Regions from separate parts of the Mus musculus genome. Here regions 1 and 2 are each linked to region 3. Evidence: chromatin contacts called from public Hi-C and HiChIP or PLAC-seq data. All regions are on one chromosome and are shown on one strand. The core of a region is the stretch at or near the end of the contact, and the rest is flanking DNA. Distances in the headings are between cores, read along the strand shown. Region 1 overlaps Erc1 (ELKS/RAB6-interacting/CAST family member 1). Region 2 overlaps Erc1 (ELKS/RAB6-interacting/CAST family member 1). Region 3 holds the start of Wnt5b (wingless-type MMTV integration site family, member 5B).

What was found. Hi-C and Micro-C count contacts between places; a contact is called where the count stands out from the background. HiChIP or PLAC-seq counts read pairs in DNA pulled down with a chosen protein or histone mark.
Region 1: a Hi-C map of nephron progenitors shows a contact between it and region 3, with 2.1 times the contacts expected there. The contact joins the enhancer-like site here to the promoter of Wnt5b in region 3. A contact is called at or near these places in 15 of 39 promoter capture datasets (the 3T3-L1 cell line, 3T3-L1-derived adipocytes, the HPC-7 cell line and 9 more), 1 of 15 datasets of contacts at CTCF or cohesin (large pre-B cells), 2 of 484 Hi-C or Micro-C datasets (cerebral cortex and nephron progenitors), 3 of 115 datasets of contacts at active chromatin or transcription factors (the 230-238 cell line and embryonic stem cells) and 3 of 9 other capture datasets (adipose tissue, liver and pancreatic islet).
Region 2: an H3K27ac HiChIP or PLAC-seq map of double positive thymocytes shows a contact between it and region 3, with 6 read pairs. The contact joins the enhancer-like site here to the promoter of Wnt5b in region 3. A contact is called at or near these places in 7 of 39 promoter capture datasets (3T3-L1-derived adipocytes, cranial neural crest, embryonic stem cells and 4 more), 2 of 15 datasets of contacts at CTCF or cohesin (large pre-B cells and pro-B cells), 8 of 484 Hi-C or Micro-C datasets (the HL-1 cell line, cerebral cortex, cortical glia and 4 more), 9 of 115 datasets of contacts at active chromatin or transcription factors (the 230-238 cell line, double positive thymocytes, embryonic stem cells and 4 more) and 4 of 9 other capture datasets (adipose tissue, embryonic stem cells, liver and 1 more).

The regions. Positions count from the first base shown.
Region 1 is chr6:119,733,243-119,737,650 of GRCm38.p6, forward strand. Erc1 (ELKS/RAB6-interacting/CAST family member 1) reads right to left here. Exons shown (of 21, transcript NM_053204.2): 14 at 839-850. Among named protein-coding and RNA genes, the nearest start is that of Erc1, 110 kb to the right of the region's middle. Within about 2 kb of position 1,984, at least 10 of the 459 cell types and tissues checked have an H3K27ac peak or open chromatin away from gene starts, as enhancers often do. A contact at or near this core is called in nephron progenitors, where this site is marked.
Region 2 is chr6:119,709,936-119,714,717 of GRCm38.p6, forward strand. It overlaps Erc1 (ELKS/RAB6-interacting/CAST family member 1), which reads right to left. Exons shown (of 21, transcript NM_053204.2): 16 at 3,745-3,876. Among named protein-coding and RNA genes, the nearest start is that of Erc1, 140 kb to the right of the region's middle. Within about 2 kb of position 2,201, at least 20 of the 459 cell types and tissues checked have an H3K27ac peak or open chromatin away from gene starts, as enhancers often do. A contact at or near this core is called in adipose tissue and double positive thymocytes, where this site is marked.
Region 3 is chr6:119,542,913-119,547,338 of GRCm38.p6, forward strand. It overlaps Wnt5b (wingless-type MMTV integration site family, member 5B), which reads right to left and starts at 1,435. Exons shown (of 5, transcript NM_009525.3): 1 at 1,069-1,435. It overlaps Gm52875, which reads left to right. Exons shown (of 2, transcript XM_030255703.1): 2 at 335-1,435. The coding sequence starts at 636. The coding sequence ends at 1,352.

The DNA.
Region 1 (4,408 bases), core at 734-3,233, 190 kb after region 3:
TGCTACTTAGAGTAACTCATTTAATCTTTACATGTGATAATCATCCCAATTTTATAGAGCAAAACTTACACATCAGAAGCCTATGAAAGCCCAAATAATCTAGGATTACTTTTCAATCTGTAGTTCATATAACATAAAGAGACAGGAAGATCAGAAATGTAAAACCAATATGGGTTACCTACTTAAATACCCTGTCTGGGAAAAATCAAACCTAAAGCAAAAGGTCACAGCTAAATATTGTTATTTGGCTGCCTGAACCCAGGGCAATCATTTCTTTGTGCCTACTTCCCCATGAGAATAACAACCTCCCCTGCCTACTGCTAGCCACTAAGTATCAAGAGATGGGCACTTTCATAAATAAGAACAACATATCACTTAATTATTATGACAAGAAAATTGCTAGGTAATGTATATGACATAAACAAGCTTATATTTTAACTCTATCATACTTTTTTACTTCAATTTACATCATTATTATTCCTTTCACCCTGCTTAAGTTCTTACCCAAGGCACTGCTAGTAAAGTGCTATCAAGATGAACAAGCTCTCCCGTGCTATCTATCCCCTGGTGGCTCCTTACATCTTCAGTTCTTTCAGTAAAACCCCACTCAGTCCTGCATCCTGAACATTCTCATATCTTCCAAAGAACAAAAGTTTGCATTTGCTGCTATGCAAAGCTTACTTTCTTGACATTTTGTATGCTCAGAACTAGATATGGGCATCACTTTCCTGAAATACATTCTATCATTTTAGTCCTTATTGGAATGGAAAATAAGGTTAGTAAATGAGCCTCAATTACATTCTCTTTGTAATTGTACATTTTTAGCAAGCATACTGACCTTGAGGTGAGACTGAAGAGAACAGCAAATCCAGGAAGAAAACGTGAAAGAGAAAGTTAGAAAGAATTAATAAGGACAATACTTAAAAATGCTAACGTTTATGAATGGGGTAAGGCTAAAACACGGAGTAAAGAGGACGGGGGCATGCAGATTCTTCACAGGAGCTAGAAATTAGAATTTGAGATCGCAACGGATACATTTCCTATTAGAGTTTAATACTTTGATGAAAACTCTTTTAAAACGTTTGTCCAACATTGACCATTTCTTGGGGAAAGGAGAGCAAATTTCTTAAATGGGGATGGATATTGTCAATTCTGTCATTTAAACAGCTAAAACTGGAATTAGTTGTGGGTTGGCTTTTAAATTCATGTAATTATTTTGTATGTATGTGTGTAGGCATATGTAAACATGCTATGACATGTGTATGAAAGTCACAGGACAACTTGTAGGAGTCTATTCTCATTCTACCATGTGGGTTTCCGAGGATCAAACTCAGGTTATCAGGGTTGGTGGCAAGTACCTTTACCAGCTGAGCCGGCTTGCTGGCACTGCCATTAGAGGTTTTATATGAGACATCAGCATTCAGTCAGTTGAGTTTTTTACACTCCCCCTTAAGTCTGGTTTCTCCCTCAACATCCTATTTCATGAAGAGGACTTGGGTCACCAAAATGGGGGAAAAACCCCAAGACTGACAGCTCCTGTTCTTCTTAGATTATAAAACTAATATCCTTAAAAGAATTTGAAAAAAAAATTCTCAAAGTCAAACTTTCCTTAATCATAACTCATATTAATCATTTCAAATCTGCTAAAGTCTTTGAGTAAGTAAAAACAATCTAACAACAATAATGAACAAGAATGGCTCTATTTAAAAAATCCTATTTGCAACATTGTCCAGCATTAAGACCTACAAAATAGCCATGTTTAACAGCCCTCCATGAACAAATGTTCTGAGTCATCACTGCCTTTGATAATAGGCAGGTTTCTTTTTCTGAAAAGTAGTCAGTGTGAGGGAAGTCAGTACTACTTCCTCCGCAGTTAAGATTTATAGTGCCCAATGTCACCATGATTGTTTTCATGACCTAATTTTTACTTTAAGAATCAAAAGCAGAGCATTCATCTCTCTCTTCCTCCTAAAGGCAGACACATTGGAACCAACTGCCTCTCATTTCCACCACAATGCCTTCCCACCATGATGAACTACACTCTCAAACCAGGAGCCAAAATAAATCCTTCTTCCTTTAAATTGCTTCTTGTAAGAAATCTGGTTACCACAGCTAAGTAACTGATACAGTAAATTGCTACCAAGGCGTGGGGCTGTTGATGTAATAAACCTGACCATGTGGTGCTTTAGCGTTTGGAGCTGACTTGTGAGAGTAATGTGGGAGAGTTTGAAGCAGGATGCTTAGCGGGGTCCCAGAATGTAAGCCAAGATTAATGGGCCATTCTGGTAAGAGTTTGGAAGACCCAGATGCCAATAGAAATGCAAACAGTAAAGGCCTGGCAGAAAAGGTTTCAGGGGGAAATTACGACTATCAAAGAGTGGGCTTTAACCCACTCATATTCTGGCAAAAATAAATTTCTTGTGTTCCACCATGTCATATACACTAAAGTGAGAGTGAATTCAAAAGTAATGGACTAAGCTGTTTGCCAGAAATTTCAAGATCACATAAAATATAGACTGATTTCCTCATATTTACAGTAAAACAGAGCAAAAATATATGGGAATATATTTCTTAAATATATGCACTTAGGCAAGGAAAGAAACATAAGTGAGTTCAAAGTTACAGACAAGATGAGAGTGGAGGAAGTAGGTGCAATTATTAAAGTGATTAATGCACCTAAGGAAAAAACCTCAAATTCATACCTAAACAATAGGAAAGGTTCCCTGAGGATAAGACCTCACTATCTAAGGCTCCAGAGCTTGCAAAAATGCATTCATTTGAAGGAGGAGACTGAACTGAGAGTGGAAATAAAAGGACTGAATAACAGCTACCTAGGGAAATGGTTTCCCAGGCTCAGCTGCCAAAACACAGAAGCGTTAGAGCCATGGATGAGCTACACATTGTCCGTGCAGCAGAACTTGGCATCACTGTCCATGTGGCTTCCAGGCAAACAAAATTCAAGTGAGGTAGTGTCCTAGAGGCTTGCACTAAGATGCCAGAGAAACACTGAGGATGGACAGTATACAGCAGAGTTGGACTGCCTGCAGAAGGACCTTAAAAGGACAAAGGAGGAAGCTATATAGGTAGGAAGCAAGTTAGAATGGAGACTCCAAGACATCTAAGATGCCAGGATTGTGAGACTTAGACTGAGGAAAGCTATAGGCAGAGTGTAGTTAGGGGAGTAGGGGTGCTAAAGGGTGGGGCTACCTAAGGCTGTGGGAGTCCCAATGATTCCATCACAAGCCAGCAACAAATAGAACTGTAACATCTGGTGTTTGTGCAAATGGGTTTCAGTGTTACTTTAGTCCATCTTCCCATATTACGTTCAAGGGGCTTTATAGTTAGTTTTGGTTCATTAAAAAATATTCGTGTATGTCTGTCTATGTGTGCACATGTGTGTGCCATAGCACATGTATGGAGGAAGAAAGACAACTGGCAGAAGTCTCTCCCTCTACCATTGGATCCTGGGGTCTCACTCGGGTTGCCAGGCTTGGCAGCCTTTGTCCACTGAGCTACCTTGCCCTTTGGACATAGGACTTTTGAGCAATATTAGAACTATTGAGATTTTGGTCATTAGTATAGGTAAAATAAAAGTATCCTGCATTGTGAGATATTCATGAGCCTTTGAAGAACAGGGATGGAACATTCTGATTTTAAATATATACTTAAACTGACAAGGGAGTAGACATATGATAGTAGTTAATCTTTATTGTCAATGTGATTAGATTTACAGTCATGTTTGTGAGGAAAGGTTTAGCTGAAAAGGAAAGATCTATCCATAGGTTAGAGTTACAGACTGAAAAAAAAGAAAAGATGAAAAGAAGGAAAGAAGGAAGGAAGGATGCTTTTTTTTTTGATATTTTCTTTATTTACATTTCACATGTTATACCCTTTCCTGGTTTCCCCTCTGAAAAACACCCTTCCCCCTATGTAAACCCCTCTTCCCTTGCTCACCAACCCACCCACTCCTGCTTCCTGGCCCTGGCATTCCCCCACACTGGGGCATAGATCCTTCATAGGACAAAGGGCCTCTCCTCCCATTGATGTCCTACTAGGCCATCCTCTGCTACACATGAAGCTAGAGCCATGAGTCCCAACCATGTGTGCTCTTTGGTTGGTGGTTTAGTCCCTGGGAGCTCTGGGGGTACTGGTTGGTTCATATTGTTGTTCCTCCTATGGGGCTGCAAACCCCTTCAGCAGAAGGATGTTTTTTTAAAATGGAAAAGAAAGCAAAGAATCAATATTTCTTTCTATCAGCTCTATAAATGCCAATGCAACGTGAACAACCTCTCATACTACCCTGGCTCCCTGCCATGGTGGACTGAATCTTTATCTTCACATCTGACCAAAAAGTAAATAAGTAAATGAATAAAATTTCATGTGTGATCAACAATTTAGGAGGGGAGGG
Region 2 (4,782 bases), core at 951-3,450, 170 kb after region 3:
ATTGGCTTAAAGATGTTTAAAGTCTACATCATGCTCAGTCTCACTACCTAACACATACTCAATTTCTGTATTTTTTACAGCACTTTCTGATTTCATTTGACAATTTCCTCCATATTCCTTTCAGAAAGTCATATCCTTTAATATTACTAATATGATAATTATTTTTAAAATCATGCTGTTCTCTTTACTTGTTAACATTACAGATGGTTGGTAGTAATAATCAATAATTTCACTGAAACTCTGAGATACACTTTCATTTAATATAAAGATGTAAATAATTATTTTGAAATTATTTACAAGATAACAAAGGCTGGGGAGTGGTGAAGCACACCTTTAATCCCAGCATTTGGGAGGAAGAGGAAGGCGGATTTCTGAGTTCAAGGCCAGCCTGGTCTACAGAGTGAGTTCCAGGACAGCCAGGACTACACAGAGAAACCCTGTCTCAAGAAAGAAGAGAAAAGAAAAAAAAAAAAAAAAAAAGAAGAGAAAAGAAAAGAAAAGGAGAGAAGAGAAAAGAGGAGAAAGAAAACTAAGAATGATTTTAAACAAAATGCAAGATAGTTTCAAATGAGTCATTTCACTTTTATTCAGAACCTTGCTTAAAGAAAAAAAATGCATGCAAGGATGGAATTTAATGTATGATAACCCAAGAATGAAGAAAGGTCCTAGGCCCTTCACGTGTATGCTTTCATATGTATTCTTCCCCATACAAAATTAATAAATGTAAAGAATTTTTAAAAACTTGAATGTAGCCTATTAAGCACACAATAAAAAAACTAGTCTTTAAAACATTAAAAACCTATTTCTAAGGCAGGAAAAGATGAGACAAATATTGAAACTCCTAATGTCAAACTTATTTACAAAGGACAGAAGTATTATCCAAAAGGAAATAAAATCAATTTACCAAAAGATTTTCATTTAATGAACACTATATTACATGACATTATAATGCTCTGAAAGTTCTGAATTCATACATACTTGTGTTTTACAAACCACTTCCTATTTCCACTGAGAACCAGCTGTTACCTGAGTCTTGCATGCTAGCTTTCCTTAGCTAAAATAGCAAGCAACAGGGGGCTAGGATGTTGAGACATATACTTTCCTACTCTTAGAGTAAAGATAATATTGATTTGTAGGTTTTATTTGTGCTTTCCAGCTATAATCTTTTAAAAATCAAGAACTAAGGAATGTAAACTACTTGAAAATAGCTATTCTAAGAATTTAAGTATATAACTGAAATTATGATATTCTGTTCAGATGAAGAGCTTTAGTAAATGCAGCATAAAAAACTAGCTGAATCAGAGAATACAATATTCTAAAATACTGCTTTGATAACTATTGCAAAATCATAGAAATATTACTATCCTCCAGGATGTTTAGTTACTAGAGTGACTGCAGTCCTCAGGCATGCAGTCAGAGGTCAGGCTGAAACTCCACTCATTCCCTCACTAATGAAATAGAATTATGTCACTTAGATGCTCACTTAATGCCACTGTTTTCCCAGGAGGTTGTCACTGCCAAAGCCATAACAGTACACAGACATACCTCCTGCGCCCAGGGAGTTCATATTCTACTAGAGAAATTAGTGGGTGTATTTTCAAGTAATATACCTATTATACATTACATAAATAGCTAAGAATAACAGGTTACAAAACAGAGGTAAGTGAAAGGAAATATTCAAAAGCTCTATAAAGACACATGCCTCAGACCTGAAAGGTCACAGAAGTTCTAGAGAAGTAGGCTACATCCTACTGTTACAAATAGGGATGCTGCTTCAAGTAGAGAGATCTAGTACTCTAAGAAATGAAACTATTCTGTACTGTTCTACGAGAGGACCAGTGAGTACAAAGGCTCGTTTTTCTGCCCAGATGTGCTGTTTAGATGATTAAACAATAGGGTGAACAAAGCACTTATCTCGGGAGTTGGCAGACAAAAGATAACCGGTAACTGTCAGTACCTTGTTTTAAGATTAAGCTGTACATTTTGTAAATCATATTTCAAGTAATGAATCACATATCTAGGGAGTAAATAAAGTTTAGTTCATAGAGGTGGAATATGATCTTACTAACATGCACGTCAGGCTAGCTGGACAAAAGTTGCAGGTGGAAGGCATTAACACAAAGTCAAAGAGAAGAGGGCGGGGCTGGGATGCTCAGAGCACCTGCAGTGCTAGCCTAGGGATCTGAGCTTCACCACAAGAACTGGGGTGCAAAACAAAGCTGGGAGGAGTCAGACGATCTGAATGCTGGGGCTCACTAGACAGTAACCCTAACTAAGTCAGACGCTTCTAAGAGATGGCATCAAGTCAAAATTAATAAAGAGACAATGCCATTAATTATGAATAAAGTGATCAGTCAAAAAGTTAGGACAATTATAAACTTATATGCTCCAGGCATTGATATAGCCAATCTTATAAATACTGTCAGACACTCAGGGACACAACAGCACTAAAGACTATGACTGAGCTACCACAGCTATAAATGGACTCTATGAGGTACCTACTATAGTATATATGCCCTGAAGTGGGCACTTCTTTTACAGTTTGATTTCCTTAGTTCCCAGTAACAGCAGCTTCTCAGGAGGGAGGCTAGCCCATGGGATTCCTACATCTATGCCACTGAACTTACCTAGTGTCTTGGACTAGGTGTGTGGCCATTTGACATGTGCTAAGTCACCTGAGAAGAGTAACCCTCAACAGAAAATCAGTCCAATTTGCATTTCCTTATTTGATATTGAAGGCCCCAGCCACCTGGGCATTTGAACCTGGGGTGCTATATATAACAAAGCAGGCTGAGCAAGCCAGCTGAATGGAAGCTAGTAAGCAGCACTCCTCCAGGCCCCTGCATGGAGGGGCCTCCTGCCTCCAGATCCCTACCCCATCTGAGTTCCTGACCTGCAGTCCCTCACTGATGGACTGGGATGCAAACGGAAATAAACCCTTTCTTACCCAAGCTACTTTTAGTTATTGTGTTTTATCATAGAAATTGAAACCTAAGACACCTAGATAGTATTTATCATTCTCTCACATAAACAAGGGCTACAAGGAATAGGGTGCTACAAAAATTAAGTATTATGGTATCTGTGGTAGGTGGATTTAAAACCTCAAGTCAAATTTTCAAGCTGTAAACCAAGATTACGGCGTTCATTTACTAAAACTGTTCCTTCAATTTACAGCTCCCATCTTCACTTATTCTTCATCTAATAGAGTCAAAAGCAAGCATACAGAGACCTGGGAGAGAAGTGGAAGCAAGTGAAACAAAGGCCATGGCCAGCAATAGCAGAACCTCTCAAGGGCCGTGTGGCAGTGGAGTGCCACCGCACCTATACACATGCTGATCAGAGCTGCTATCACCTCTACAACTGCAAAGGCTCCTTGAAAAATGATATAAAATAAAGTATTTTCTAATTGAGACATGTTTATGTTCTCATTCACATCCAAGCTGGGGTTTTGCAGTCATGTAAAGAACATACATGTTGCATGTTTTGTCAGTCACACTTCACTAGCTTTTACTACATGAATATATATGAAGCATTCCTAAATGATTACTGCAGAGACCTCACGTTACCATGAGCCGATCCTTGCACAGTTATATTTTAGTCACTCTGAAAGTCTAACCATTACCACTTGATGAAGTAGTTCTGCAGCAGCAGTTCTGAAGCAGTTCTAACAGTCACCTGAAACTGCACTGGCTTTACCTTGTGTTTACCCAGCAGCATTGCTAGTAGCTACATAAAATCGCAGACCTGTTTCTCAGCATTGGTCCTGGCTGATTCCTCTTGTGCCAGCACCATTTCACGCTCTGCAGTTATCTGTACACTTTCTCTCAGTGCTTCTTCCAGCTCTTCAATCCTGTCATCCTTCTTACGGAGACTGTCCTGGAAAACGATGAAGACCCGGTGAAGTAGGTTACTCAGTTACCTCAAGGAGTGCCTACCCATCAAGGAAGAGCTATCATTAAACATCCTTCTATTCAGAAGCAAACTGAGGCCAGAAAGATTCCTCCATAGAGTAAAGAATTAAACAAGGGAAGAAGAGAAATAAAGGAAGCTGAAGTCTGTTATTAAGAGCATAGGATAAAGTTAGTGAAGCGAGGCAGACATGATGGGTTTGCTCTCTGCAACAGAGAGAAGGAAGTGCTGGTGTTAGATGGCATAAGCAATAAGAGGTTAACTATTTAAAAATACAAAGCTATTTTTAAAACCTACCACTTAAACTGGGCTGAAAGCCAGCTCTGATGGAGTCTGTACTTAGAGTCAATACCACAAGACTATCTCCCTTTGAAAGTCACAACTAGATGACAGACTCGAGCTTCATAAAGACAATTTCTGAAACATTTCTTTTCAAAAAGGAACATGCTTACTAACATTTGAATAAAGTGAGACTTTGCCTTCTCCTGAAAAAACTAGAAACACACACATATGTATACATATACCTATGAATACCACTGGTTTGAATATGAATGAGCAATTTAGTTAAGCAAGTAATACACTCTAGTAGGAGTTTGTAATGTTACTTTTCATCTATGTAGCAAAACTCTTATTAGTCTTAAGGATCTCAAGGACAGTATAGCAGTAGGAAAGATAAAAGAAAAAGCCAAGAATGGAACCATGGATTTCTCAGACTATTCTAAGCATTTTCTTTTTGATTTATTAAGGGGATGGGGGAATGCAAACCAAAGGATTTGGAACACAGTACTATATTTGATACTTGAGTTTTGTATTCAAATATGAAAATGAGTAACAAGGTTGCCTATATGTTGATACAAAGAAGAATAAAAGCAA
Region 3 (4,426 bases), core at 185-2,684:
AGGGCCTCATCTTTGATAAATAGGCAGGCTCTCCTCCGGAATGAATCCACGCAGGAACAGTGGCTCAGGGGAAGATGGTCCAGCTTTCTGGGAGTGTACCTACTACTCGGGCCTGTGCTGTCTGGCCAGTCACAAAAGAGAAACCCTAATATGTCCACATGGACCTGCCTAAGTGCTGATCTCTGGCAAGGAGTGAGCCCCTGCTTGCTTGCTATCTCTGTTCCTATATTGACAGCCAGAACACCAAAGTTCTGGCAAATGGGAGCCTTTCTCTGAGGTGGCCTGAGTAGTTGAGGAGACTGCTAACTTGACCCTGGGTCTTTTTTTCTTCCAGGTACCAGGCTGAAACTGCTCAAGGTGGCAGCTGCTGAAAGCTTTGCCAACGTGGCCTGGCAGTGCAAAAGCATTGAAAAGGGACCTTGGTTATGGGGACAAACGTTTCCTCCTCCATCGATTCACTGTGCAACTCACCCTGGGCTTGAGCCACTTCAGTTTCTCTGCCTGCAAAACAGAACCGATCGTTCTAGAAGCAAAGTGAGCAGTGTTCAACAATGACTTGTGAGGATGCAAATACCCAAGAAAGTTGGGTCTGACCAGAGTGTTGGGCCAGATACCCTCTGAGGCGCCCCGCGAGGATGGACAGAGAGATGCAGAGGAGCAGTCGAGAACCAGACAGCACCACGTCTCCAGTGTGTGACCCGCGGTGGCCTGGGACAGGAACTTGGGCTAAAGTCATCCCTTCGCAGTACCTGTCGGAGACACTCCGCGCCGTTCGTCGCGCGCAAAACTGCAGCTGGGCCCCGGCGAGCCAGGAAAAGCGGAGCAGCTCCGGGTTCCCCGCTTCGCGGAGGCGACGCGCAGCGCCCCGGGGGCCAGTCCCGCTCCGGGCCAGGCGCCGTACGAGCGCAGAGCCCCTGGACGCTCGCGCCCCACCTGCCCGCGCCAGGCACCCGCGCGCGGCCCCAGCTTTGTTCGCAACGGCCCGCGGAGCCCGTCGCCGCGCGCCCCTTTCCCGCCACCTGGCCACACAGCGCCCTCGGCCGGCGCGGGGCCGACTCCCGAGCTTACCTGCGGGGGCTGCGGCGTCGGGTCGTCCACGGGACGGGGCAGCCTCGGCTCAGCGCGCGGGCCGCTCGCGCAGCCGCCCCGCACTCCTCATCCGCGGCCGGAGCCTGCCCGCCCGGAGTGCCCGGTCCGCCCTGATGGGCGCTGGGCGCCCGGAGCTCCGACTCGGCCGCAGGCTGCGCGGTCTCGGGGTCCGGGGAGACGCGTTGTCCCCACCGTCCCTTCAGGCGCCGCTAGCGCCACCGGCCTGGAGCGCGGGACCCCGAGAAGTTTCGGCCCCGACTTAGCGGCACCGTTGGCGGCCACGGCTCGAGTGCAGCGCCGGCGCGGGGCGCGCGATCCCGGGGCTCCGCCGCCTGCGCCCCGCCCCGCCCCGCGCCGCCTCCCCGCCCCCCGCAGCCCGCGGCCGCGCGCGACGCCCAGCTCCGGAGGGCTCCTCCCCGGAGCCGGACCGGCCCCCGCACCTGCCTTCCGCGCCCCTCCGCGCCCACTGTCCCGCAGACTCTGCGGGGACAGAGCACTGCAACCGCGCGTGGACGTGGAGCGCGGACGCGTGACTCACCTTTTGGTGACACCCTTTGGAGTCCGGAGCTGCGAAGCGACCCGGGAGCTATTTCCACTCTGCAAACCCCGGTCCGGACCCACACAGGCAGGTCTCAGACTGGGACTCTGATGCCTGGATTGTTCTAGCGGGAAAGGCTTCTGTCAGGACTTAGGGCCCAGTTAGTCTCCGGATAAACATGAGGCACATAAAAGGACCCTACCGTTAGTAGCCTGCAAAGGTCACTAGAGGCCAGTGTTTGGCCTTAGCTCAGGGCAGAATTTAAACACTTTTATGGCGGTTCCTATAGTCTGTTAGTCTGTTTCCTCACAGAACACCACAGTGAGCTGCCCAAGGAACCGGAAAAGGTGAAAGGAATTAGAAGAGGCTTTGGGGAGTCCAGGCCTCCAGCTGGTGGCAGAACCCTGTTCCAGATCCTGGTTACATGGTGCCCACCACGAGCACATGATCTGAATCCATTCTGCAGGTTGTGAGTTTGTCACCCTGCTAAAGAAATTCCCTCGAAATTCAGTTCGGTGAGGGGAAGGAACCAGCAGTAATAATCAAAGACACTGTACTTTTGACCTAGAAACCAAAGAAGGGGACAGAATCCCCCTTCTGGGCATTAAAAAGACAAGGAACTCATCACACTGAGGAGGTGTAAGGAGCTGTTGTTCTCAGGGGTCACAATAGGAAGAGTTAAGGGATATTTTCATCAAATGATCCCTTAATTGGAAAGAAAGGCTCTTGGAATTGGGGTGGCAGCAGCCCAGGTACTCCGGGACTTTTCTCACTTGGAAGTGAGCGTGGTTTACAAGATCTGGTCCAGCCAGTAAATCAATGCCTTATGATAATTATAGGACCCTGCCCTCTCAGGGAGTCCAGTTCAAGGGCTTTATCCTTGGGGACACATGGGACAAGGGGAGAGCCATCTAAAACAAGCACAAAATCTCTGAGTTGGCTTTGTCAGTTTATAATTGGCTCCAGTATTTCCCTCTAGTGAATCATTCGTTCTGGGCTTCTGGCTTTGTGGAAGTTTCAGGGAAAACCTGGAGGTTGTAATCACTCCAGAAGGCCACCTGGGAACAAAACCTGAATGCTGCCTGGGGTTCAATCCGTGAGCTCTCACCATCCGGAAGTTTAAAGTCTAGAGAAACAGGATGTGGGGAGGTGGACCCCTAGAATGCTCATGCTCGCCCAGGGTCATTTTGCTCTGCCTGCCCCTCGCTGACAGCGTGAGAGAAGCAACTCAGCCAGCAGCCAGCACATCCCTCCTTCCCTCCTTTGTCCAAGATACATCAGATAGTGGCCCTGTGGGAAGCCCTTGCTCAGCTAAGATGCATATCATGAGCAGGCTGCATAGCCTGGGCCGTGAGCTAGCGAGGTCTATACAGAACCTGTGCTCCAGAGGCTGGCAAGAAGGTCTGCTTTAGATTGATTGGCAATCTGGCAGGATCTAGTATTGCCTTGGAGACAAATTTCTGGGCATGTCTTTGGATGATTTTTCTAGGCTGGTTAGTTGAGGGGAAAGATGCCCACTAAATGATGGAATGAGTAGGAGATAGCCAGTTGGACATGAGTATCTATCGCTGTCCACTTCTTGACCACAGATGTAATGTAGCCAGCCACCTCCAGCCTTGCCATGATGACCAGACGCACTACAGAGTGAGACCCTGTCTCAAAACAACCAAATAATAATATAAAATAATAAAGAAAAAGAAGGAAGGACAAGAAGTTTGTCATCGGCATGGACTACACAGTGAGGTCCTACATCAAAAGGAGGAGGAGGAGGAGGAGGAAAAGGAGGAGGAGGAAGAGGAGCAGGAAGGAGAGGAGGAGGAAGGAGAAGAGGAGAAAGAGGGGGAGGAAGAGAAGGAAGAGGAAGCATCAACAACAGCTGGGCTTTGGTGGTGCATGCCTTTAATCCCAACACTCAGAGGCAGAGGCAGGCAGATTTCTATGAGTTTGGGAGCAGACTGGTCTATAGGATGAGTTCCAGGATAGCCAGGGCTACACAGAGAAACCTATTTTGAAAAACCAAAATAAATAAGTAGATACATAAATAAATACATAAATGAAGGGAAGGAGAGAAGGGGAGAGAGTGGGCAGATGGGAGGGAAAGGAAGGCAAGCCTGGGAAAACTAGGAAAAAATAGTTGGTCCTACAGGAATTTCAGTGACCTCAGCTCTGATTACTGAAGGGACTGTCTTCAGAACGCACAGGCCAGCACCCATACTTGGAGGTCTCTTCTAAGCCATAACAACTAAAGAGGAAAGGGGGACCCCTTGACTCTTGGGGCTTTCTCTTTGGCCTATCCTTAGGTCAGCTGTTGCCAGACCCAAGGCCATGGGGGAGATCTTTGGACAGCTGGTTCTCTATGCAGAACACCTTCAGGTGGTAATCCTCTAGGCCAACCAAGGCTGCTCACAGGGACCATTGCAAAGCGTTTGTTTTGGATACACAGAAAGTGTTCCCTTCCGGGAGGGAGGGGGTGGACTGAACCTGCAAAACCTAGAACAAGACCATGAGGTAAAGCTGACGACTTTCAGCCTGACAGCTGTCCTTCAGTCCCTGACCCGCAGTGCGCTTGGTATAAAGCATTTGTCTTCTGCTGGTTCTCTGAGTATAACACAGAAGCTCGAGTTATTTCTAAGAATAAGAGCTTTCAAAAGTAGTGAATCTGACCCAATATCCACCCAATATCCACCATGGACTACCCAGACTCACAATAGCTGGGACACTTTGGGGACTGTTGGTTAAGGGGGAGTCCACTTACATACCTTCCAGCAGGGTCTGTGTCTTAGTTCCTCTTCTGTTGAT